Regions from separate parts of the Mus musculus genome. Here all the other regions are linked to region 3. The links are chromatin contacts, called in public HiChIP or PLAC-seq maps. All regions are on one chromosome and are shown on one strand. The core of a region is the stretch at or near the end of the contact, and the rest is flanking DNA. Distances in the headings are between cores, read along the strand shown.

Evidence for each region. HiChIP or PLAC-seq counts read pairs in DNA pulled down with a chosen protein or histone mark.
Region 1: a contact with region 3 is called in an H3K4me3 HiChIP or PLAC-seq map of bone marrow-derived macrophages, with 6 times the contacts expected there. The contact joins the promoter of Rps11 here to the promoter of Sult2b1 in region 3. A contact is called at or near these places in 4 of 39 promoter capture datasets (hippocampal neurons, liver and neutrophils) and 2 of 115 datasets of contacts at active chromatin or transcription factors (bone marrow-derived macrophages and thymic regulatory T cells).
Region 2: a contact with region 3 is called in an H3K27ac HiChIP or PLAC-seq map of double positive thymocytes, with 4 times the contacts expected there. The contact joins the promoter of Tbc1d17 here to the promoter of Sult2b1 in region 3. A contact is called at or near these places in 4 of 115 datasets of contacts at active chromatin or transcription factors (bone marrow-derived macrophages, double positive thymocytes, effector CD8 T cells and 1 more).

The regions. Positions count from the first base shown.
Region 1 is chr7:45,122,834-45,125,808 of GRCm38.p6, reverse strand. It overlaps Rps11 (ribosomal protein S11), which reads left to right and starts at 1,420. Exons shown (of 5, transcript NM_013725.4): 1 at 1,420-1,512; 2 at 2,259-2,390; 3 at 2,571-2,646; 4 at 2,851-2,975. The coding sequence starts at 1,498. Rpl13a (ribosomal protein L13A) reads left to right here. Exons shown (of 8, transcript NM_009438.5): 8 at 1-246. It overlaps Snord35b (small nucleolar RNA, C/D box 35B), which reads left to right and starts at 2,698; the gene lies at 2,698-2,784.
Region 2 is chr7:44,847,800-44,850,687 of GRCm38.p6, reverse strand. Tbc1d17 (TBC1 domain family, member 17) reads left to right here and starts at 1,609. Exons shown (of 17, transcript NM_001042655.1): 1 at 1,609-1,839; 2 at 2,154-2,252; 3 at 2,347-2,418. The coding sequence starts at 1,819. It overlaps Akt1s1 (AKT1 substrate 1 (proline-rich)), which reads right to left and starts at 1,464. Exons shown (of 5, transcript NM_026270.4): 1 at 1,340-1,464. It overlaps Mir707 (microRNA 707), which reads right to left and starts at 989; the gene lies at 917-989.
Region 3 is chr7:45,741,176-45,743,875 of GRCm38.p6, reverse strand. Sult2b1 (sulfotransferase family, cytosolic, 2B, member 1) reads left to right here and starts at 1,398. Exons shown (of 6, transcript NM_001360784.1): 1 at 1,398-1,822. The coding sequence starts at 1,516. It overlaps Gm31597 (a long non-coding RNA gene), which reads right to left and starts at 1,914. Exons shown (of 3, transcript XR_391433.4): 1 at 1,745-1,914.

The DNA of each region.
Region 1 (2,975 bases), core at 171-2,670, 620 kb after region 3:
CTGCATGAGTTTTTATTAAAGTGCAAACCATGGGATGAATCAGTTGAGCTTCAGTGTTGAAAATGAGTAGCAGGGCTGCCCCACCCACCTGACCAAGTACCCTATTCTGCAGCTATGAAAATGAGATCTGCACATGAGCTGGGGTTCACAAGTGCACACTTGGAGCACTGCCTTGCTCCTTCCCAGCAGACCACAAAGCAGTATTTTTCTGGAGGATTTTATGTGCTAATAAATTATTTGACTTAAGTGTGTACGATGTGTGCTGTGCAGAGAGGGGCAGAGGGCACCAGCAGGTCATCTGCATGGGGGGCCCCTTTGGGTGAATCCTTGCTCACGGGATAGGCTTTGTTGCTCAAAAGTTGCAGATATACATCTTGGGTCCTGTCCTAGATGGTGTTACTGTAAGTCAGCACCAAGATACAAGAGCTGGTACCTGGACTGTAGGAGGTCAGGCCATGACACAAAGGCTGGGACTAAAGGCATTTACCACGCCTGAGTCTTCTGGTTCTTTAAACATCAAATCCTTCCGGGGGCTGGCGAGATGGCTCAGTGGTTAAGAGCACAGACTGCTCTTACGAAGGATCCGAGTTCAAATCCCAGCAACCAAATGGTGCCTAACAACTATCCATAATGAAATCTGATGCCCTCTTCTGGAGTATCTGAGAACAGCTACAGTGTACTTACATATAATCTTAAAAATGCTTCCCATGTTAACCACCACTAGAGTTTTTATTACAGCTAGCTGACCTGGAAGCCAAGTCCTTATGCCTCCGTGAGTGCTGGGGTTAAAAAGATCCAGCACCACTCAAAATGTCAATCTATTTTGAAAATATGCTTTATACTGTTCTAGCCCATCTGTGCAGGGCTAGAACGGTGAATACGAGAAACTGACACAAGCTTTTGCCACCTGGCTAAATGGTTCCTCTATTACCTGGGGTGGTCACCTAAGGTTAGACACTCATCCACGAGTAGTCAGGACATAAACCCATCAAAGTGTGGGTAGACGCGCAGCCTGAGATACTGTCAACAAAGGACATGCGACCTTGGTGACGTCGGCCTTTAATAAAAGGAAGAAAGGTTGACTATTCGGTCGACGCTGGCTGCTCCTGACATCGTATGGCAGATACTCTGCTGTAAAGCGGTTCACCCCTTTCTTGAGACCCGCTCTGCACGGCCGCTTCTCTCTGGAAACTGAATCCCAGCACGTGTTTCCCAACCCGTACGGCACGCCTTCTCCGCCCTAAGCCTCGCCGTACCACATGATGCACGTTTCCTCCACATCGTGCTCCTGAAATCTCGCGAGATGATAGGATCTTCCCGCCCCTTAGTCCTCCCCCGTCATGGCGGCGTACGGACAGTCCCAGGAACGCGGGCTCTCGCCGGAAGTACCTCCCACCTCCGTGAGGATAACCCCGCGTCACTTCCGCCCCGACCTCGCGTGGTGAATAAGGAAGCCGGGAGCGGCCCTGCCTCTCCCTTTCTCCGGCGGCCGGGAAGATGGCGGACATTCAGGTTCGAGCGTTTAGTTGCTTTCCCCCGACGCTTCGGTGTGGAGCGTATCCCTTGGCGTCCTCGTTGTCTTACGCATTAGCTGAAGCGAGGATGCCTGCGAATGCCTTCGTCTCAGGCGGCTCGGAAATCCGGGCTCTACGCAGTAATGGGGTCCCTGGCGCTTCGGGAGTTGGTTCTTAAAGCTCAGAGCTTAACGGGTGAGGGATTGTGGCGGGAGGAGGGCATCCTGCGGCGCGGGAGTCCTGCGGCGGCAGAGCCGGGGACACTGGGTAAAGCAGGTTTTTTCCCCTTGATGGAGACTGAGGCCCGGACCTCGTGCGCTCTACGGCAGGGCTGCGGTCCCGACCTCGCTGTAGTTTTCAGTGTGAGCGCAGCTCTGGCCTCGATGAGCTTAGGCTTGTCTTAAACTTGCCATCCTGCCTCAACCTCAACCGGGATGACAGATCCGGCCCACCAGGCTCGGCTACGTGGACATAAGCTTGAATCCCGAATGAGTGGATTTGTATGTTTTGGAGGTCCAGTCTGGCTGAAAAGCTCTTTTTGATCTCAGCCGTGAGTTCTGCAGGCTGTGGAGGTGTTAGATGGGACGCAGTGTGTGAGCTAAACTAGACTTGGGGTGGTTGGAGAGCCCTGACCAGCCGGTTTTGGCGATTGGGGCAAATAAGGTTGAAGGTAGGAAGGAAGAAATATTGTCTCTGATTTCCTTGAACTTTACCTGCAACCTCACCAAATTCTCATCCCTACAGACGGAGCGTGCTTACCAAAAGCAGCCTACGATCTTTCAAAACAAGAAGCGGGTTCTGCTGGGAGAAACCGGCAAGGAAAAACTCCCTCGGTACTACAAGAATATCGGTCTAGGCTTCAAGACGCCTAAAGAGGTACAGGACCCTCCAGCAGATGAGATCCCTGCTGCCCTGCACGTGTGGGAGCACAGCCACCCCGCCCCCTTCACAGTGGCTTCCCATGGGCCCCTGGGAATTGTAGTATGGGCCCTGAGGCGTCATCCTTGGTTCTGTTTAGGAAGTGGTAATCTAAACCCCACTTTCTTAACTTTGCAGGCTATTGAGGGTACCTACATAGACAAGAAATGCCCCTTCACTGGTAACGTCTCCATCCGAGGTCGGATCCTGTCTGGTGAGTGGGATGTTGGAAGGGTGGTTCTAGGTTCCTGCGTCCAGGGGCGCTGGCAAGTGATGTCTGTTCTCACGATGGTCTTCAGATGTCCTCTAGGGCACTGCTGAGACAGCCAGTTGACAAAGCTGATGCCATAAATGGAGCTTCTTGGGAGCCCCGTTCAACTGACTCCTACCTGCTAACACCTTTCTGTTACTCTCCCAGGTGTCGTGACGAAGATGAAGATGCAGAGGACCATTGTCATCCGCCGGGACTATCTCCATTACATCCGAAAGTACAATCGCTTTGAGAAGCGTCACAAGAACATGTCTGTGCACCTGTCCCCCTGT
Region 2 (2,888 bases), core at 360-2,859, 890 kb after region 3:
GCACGAGATCTCGGGGGCAGCCACAGCAGCAGTGTCACCGAGTGAATGACTTGTGAAGGCGGCTGGAATGAGGGCAACTTACTCCAACCTCCTAGGCCTATGGCCTCCTATGAGGCAAGACTCTGGGGCAAACCAGGAAGGGGGAGCTGTCCAGCGGGAAGGTGCAGGCCTCCCAGGACAGTTGTGAAGAGAGATAGAAAAGAAAACGGCCGCAGCACGGGACACGGTGCGGGACGTCCAAGAAGGATCCTACCACCGAAGTGAGGCCGCCGACCAGGGCTACACCACGCCCGCAGCCCAGAGAGGCCCCTGCTCTAGGAACACAACAGGAAATCCCGCCCCCGGTGGGGATCGGGACCGGAAGTCCCGCCCGGGGCGCCCCCTCACCCACCCGCGACCCCCAGCACACACAGCCGTATGGACATGGTTCACCGCCAGCGTGAGGGTTCCAGCCCGTCGGCACCCCCGCAGTGAAGCTCGTCTACACTTCGTCGCGAGTCAGACACATGGGGTTGAGCGTGAGCTCTTTCAGCAGTCGGCCAGGAGTCGCAGGACGATCACTGCCCCCCTGACCTATGCAGTCCATACCCTTCCCACGGGGGCTCGCCCTCCCACTGCCCCTCAACCTCAGGAAGGCCAGACCCTCCCCAAACCCCAGCTCACAACGCCGCCTCCACTCACGTGCCCGTAGCCAGCATGGCCGGCCAGGCGCCGTCGCCGCCCTCAAAAGGCATGGCGGCTTCTTGCGTCATTTCCGTGTGGCTGCCCCTCCTCCATTGTGTACACTCCCCCTCCCTTATCCTGCATGCCTCAAATCAAAATAGCAACTAGAAGCTCCGTCGGCAAGCCGTGGGCAAGAGCGACAGCAAGGGTGCCCACGGATGGAAAATACGGCAAAAGACTTTTGCTACTGTTTCGAATTGCCCGCAACAACTATGACCGCATGCCCATGCTCACACAAGCGTAGGCAAGCGGCATGACTGCATGCCCATGCTCACACGCAAGCGGCATGACGTCCCTCGTTCGTATTCAACGTCTGCTCCCGTCCCGACGTGGCAGTTAGTATGGCTTCATATGCCTATAAAGCATATGGACACTTCCTTCCGTCCACACTAGACCCCCTCCTCTAGGCCCTCGCTCGTTCCCTTTAACACAAAGCTGGCAAAGATTCAATATGGCAGCGTTTCTTGCTTCGGTTTGCCCAGTTTCAAGATGGTGGTGCAGTCCTCTTTCCACGGTGACTCAGAAATTTGGGGCAGCTTCGTTTCCAGGAGCACTGACGGCTTCACCCTTTATCCCGAGCCCCTCAGCGCCTCTGGTGCCATACCGCTTCTCTCACCTTTTCCTCTCTCCGTTTCGCTTTTCCAGCACCCCGCCGTCGTGCCCCGCAAAGAGATGGTAGTGCCCCGCATTAACATGGCTTCCACCAAGCCGCTCTGGTTTGTCCTCGAGAAAAACGGCACAGTATTGGCTTCGATGCCAGTATAAAATATGGAGAGGGCCAAGGAGGCGTTCCCGAGCGATCACGAGTTGGGCTGCGAGCATGGGTCCTCCTACTTGTTTACTTCGTGGCGAGAGTGGCGCAGTGCGCCTGCGCCGTCCCGCTGACCCTTGCCAACTTTGCGTTCTACACCTCGTGACCTATGTCTTCGAGTTTCTACTACCCTGTTCAAACAGATGGTCTCACCCACTGCAGCCTTAACAACCTCGGGGACGCTACCACTATCTAGCCTGGAAGGGAGCGTTATTTTTCCGGATATGACACCAAGTTGACCCGGAAAAGGAGGAGATAGGGGCAGTGGAACCTCCGCGGCGGCAATGGAAGGATCCAGCTACAGGGTAAGACTTTGGAAATCATTCCCTCGCTCATCTACAGGAGACGCCCCCCACTGATGGTCCGCTTCCACCTTCTGCTGTGCAGGGATTAGGCCGAGTCAACTTAGCAAGCACCAGCTTCTAGTTACGATGCTGTTGTCACTCTCCGCAGTCCTTAGGGAGAGCCTCCCTTAGCCCCGCCCCCTGGAAAACGCACGCCCATCTGGGGTGCGAGGCGGGACTGTAGACTCGCCACGCCCCATCTCCGCTTGTCAGTCAGGGGCTCTAGACCCCGCCCCTGGGGAAAACGCCTCCCTTAGACCCTTGGCTTTCACTAGGTGGTGTTTGAAAAGGGAGGCGTGTACCTGCACACCAGCGCCCGGAAACACCAGGATCCAGACTCGCTCATCGCCGGCGTCATACGAGTGGTGGAAAAGGTGGGCCGGGATGGAGGTGACATGTGTGGGAACTTCGAATTGAGGGATGAGGGGCATTCGGGTGACTCTACTAAGTCCTCCCCATGTCCCTCAGGACAGCGACGTCTTTCTGCACTGGGCTCCGGTGGAGGAGGCTGGAGACCCAACCCAGATTCTCTTCAAGAAGGTAGGCGACTCGCTCCTCTTCCCCACTCTAGTGGAAGGCAGGGAGTACTCGGGAACCTGTGAGCCTGTTTGCTTTCTGAAATGACCTAATGCCATATCCTTTTGGCTCCTTAGGGGACCCTGCTGGGTTCAGACTTCTCAAGGGGTGTGGCCTAGTTTTGGTCTGAGGCAGCTTTCTTTCCTCTCTGTTTGCTTTACGTTTATTTATTACATTTATTTATTGTGTGTGTGCATTCACATGCCACGGTGTGGGTGTGTGGAGGTCAGAGGATAACCTGTGGTAGCAGGTTCTCTCCTTCCACCGAGTGGGCTCCAGGGTTGAACCCAGGTTGCCGGTTTTGGCAGCAAGTCCAGAACCCTCTCACTAAGCGCAAAGATTTAGATTGTGTGGGGTGTGGAGGGGGTGTGAATGTGTGAGCATGTGTGTGCACTACCTGTGAGTGCATGCAGAAGACAGCACTGCAGACACAT
Region 3 (2,700 bases), core at 149-2,648:
ATTAGTGATCAAGGGGGGGGGGGCTGTGGGTGGTGCCATCTCTGGGCTGGTAGTCTTGGATTCTATAAGAAAGCAAGCTAAGCAAGCCAGGGGAAGCAAGCCAGTAAGTAATATCCCTCCATGGCCTCTGCATCAGCTCCTGCTCCCTGACCTGCTTGAGTTCCAGTCCTGACTTCCTTTAGTGATGAACAGCAATGTAGAAGTGTAAGCTGGAATGGGGATTCTAGGTAGGGGCTCTACCACTACAAACTTTCTTCTTTCTTTCTTTCTTTCTTCTTTTTTTTTTTTTTCGTTTTTCAAGACAGGGTTTCTCAGCCGGGCGTGGTGGCGCACGCCTTTAATCCCAGCACTCGGGAAGCAGAGGCAAGCAGATTTCTGAGTTCGAGGCCAGCCTGGTCTACAGAGTGAGTTCCAGGACAGCCAGGGCTACACAGAGAAACCCTGTCTTTTTTTTTTTTTTTTTCCGAGATAGGGTTTCTCTGTGTAGCCCTGGCTGTCCTGGAACTCACTCTGTAGACCAGGCTGGCCTTAAACTCAGCGATCTCCCTGACTCTGCCTGGGACTTAAAGTGTGCGCCACCACACCCCAGTGTCTTTTCCTTTTTGAGTCCAAATCTCCCTGTACTTTTGGAGTTGGCCTTTAGTTCTCTGTCCTCCTGTCTCAGCCTTTGGGAATGACCAGCGTGATGTGATCCACTGGTCTCACTCACAGAGGTCCCACCAGTCAGAGGAACGAAGCAGATGCGGCATCCAGAAGCCAGGCTGTTCTTAGGAACTTTTAGTGGGTGCGTTTCTTCAAAACAAAGCAATATGCTGTGGTTTCCTTTTCCCTCAAAACATGAAACCAAGGGTTGTAGCGTGGTGGTCGAGTGATAGCCTAATGTGTCAGCATCAAGGCTCAAGCTCCATCAGTACAAAAAAATCAGTAGATAAAATATGTGTCCCACATGAGCCTGGTGGCCCAAATCTGTCATCCTAGCTACTTAGGAGGCTGACACACAAGAATCAAAAGTTCAAGACCAGCCAGAACAGCTTAGTGAGACTCTGTCTCCAACAAATTAATAGAGGGCTGTGGGCGGGGCTCACAGTGCGGGGGGGGGGGGGATGGGGCGGGGCTCCGTAGTGGACCACTTCTTGCACCATTCTGAAAGGTCTAGGTTCAGTCTTCTCTTTGGAAACTCGGTTTCGTGGCTGCGTAAATGCGTCATGGCTTTGGGACAAACAGCTAGATCGTTTTAGCTTCTCGGTGAGTCATCGTGGGTTCTCACATGGGCTCTGCAGCGTGCAGCGTTGGCGGGGGCACCTGCCACCTTTGGCTTGGGTTCCTCGTTCGGAAAATGGCCTGATGACGTGGTGTCGCCCTCCAGGGTTGGGATGTGGAATAGACATAAGGAGAACACTTAGCTCCACTTTGCAGACATGAAGTACCCTTCCTCCTACCAGAAGCGTAGCTTTGGGCGAGTCACTCCCACCCTCCACGCTCAGCTTTCTACACCCATAGTGTGGGGGCGACAGTATGACATCACGGGACTGCTGTGGTGGAGTTGAAGTGGATCTACTCCTCAGGTGGACACACGGGGCTCAGAGAAAGGACACTCCTCACTGGCGTGTGAATGGAGGGCCCTGCGACTCTTGCCCACCTCCTTGGTCTTCTTTACACGTGCCCTTCCCCTCTTTCAGCTGGAATTTTGGAGGTGAATACTTCAGATACAAAGGTATCCCTTTTCCTGTCGGCATGTACTCACCGGAGAGCCTCAGTCTGGCTGAGAACACTAGCAACGTGCGGGACGACGACATCTTCATTGTCACCTACCCCAAATCAGGTACCGGTAGTGCTAGTCTGGGCTGGGGAGGAAGGGAGGAGAGAAGGGAGGAGGAAGGGGAGGAGCCTGCTTTGCAGAACCCGGCAGCTTGTCCTCTGCTAACAGTACCTTCCTTTGCACTGCGCACTAAGTCCCTGCTCCAGGGAGACTCTGAAGGCCTAGCTAATGTCCCCTCCCCTCTAGGGCTGCCACAGTGTCCCCAATCCTTCCCTGTCTCCCAAGCCTTCACAGCACTGAGTGCCACCAGCCGCGCATGGTTTGCTGGGTAATTTGTTCATTTTTGTTGAGAAAGGTTTTCATGTAGCCCAGGCTGGCCTTGAACCTCAGCTGGTCCTGCTGTCTCAGTGTCTCGGGTTCTGGAATGGCAGGTGTGTGCTGCTGGGCACAGTGTCACTGGGTAAACCTCTGCTTATCCACTGGAAGGTTAATCTGGCTCTCTCTGAGCGCTCTGTCTGCCCTGGCTGTTGCTTGTTCTCGGAACCGCGCGTGTCTGTGGAGGAGGTTCCTCATTTCGTGTGAATTCGCATGCAGACTACTCCACAGTCTTCACAGAGAAGGAAAGCCACTGCGCATTCTGCTTCTCTCTTTGTCGCTGTAATAGACCACCTGACCAAAAGCAACCGAAGGAAGACAGGCCCTGTGTGGCTTACACTTCCAGGCCCCAGCCTTATCACAGAGAAGCAACGCAATCAGGAACAGAAGCAGAAATCACACAGGATCCTGCTGTGACTGCCTGGCTCCTTAGAGCTTGCTCAGCTAACTCTATAAACCCCAGGCCCCTGCCCAGGAGGGGCACTGCCCTGAGTGGGCTAGGACCTTCTCTATCAATTAGCTATCAAGAGTGTGCCCCCGGGCAGCATATGTCTTTAATCTCAGCA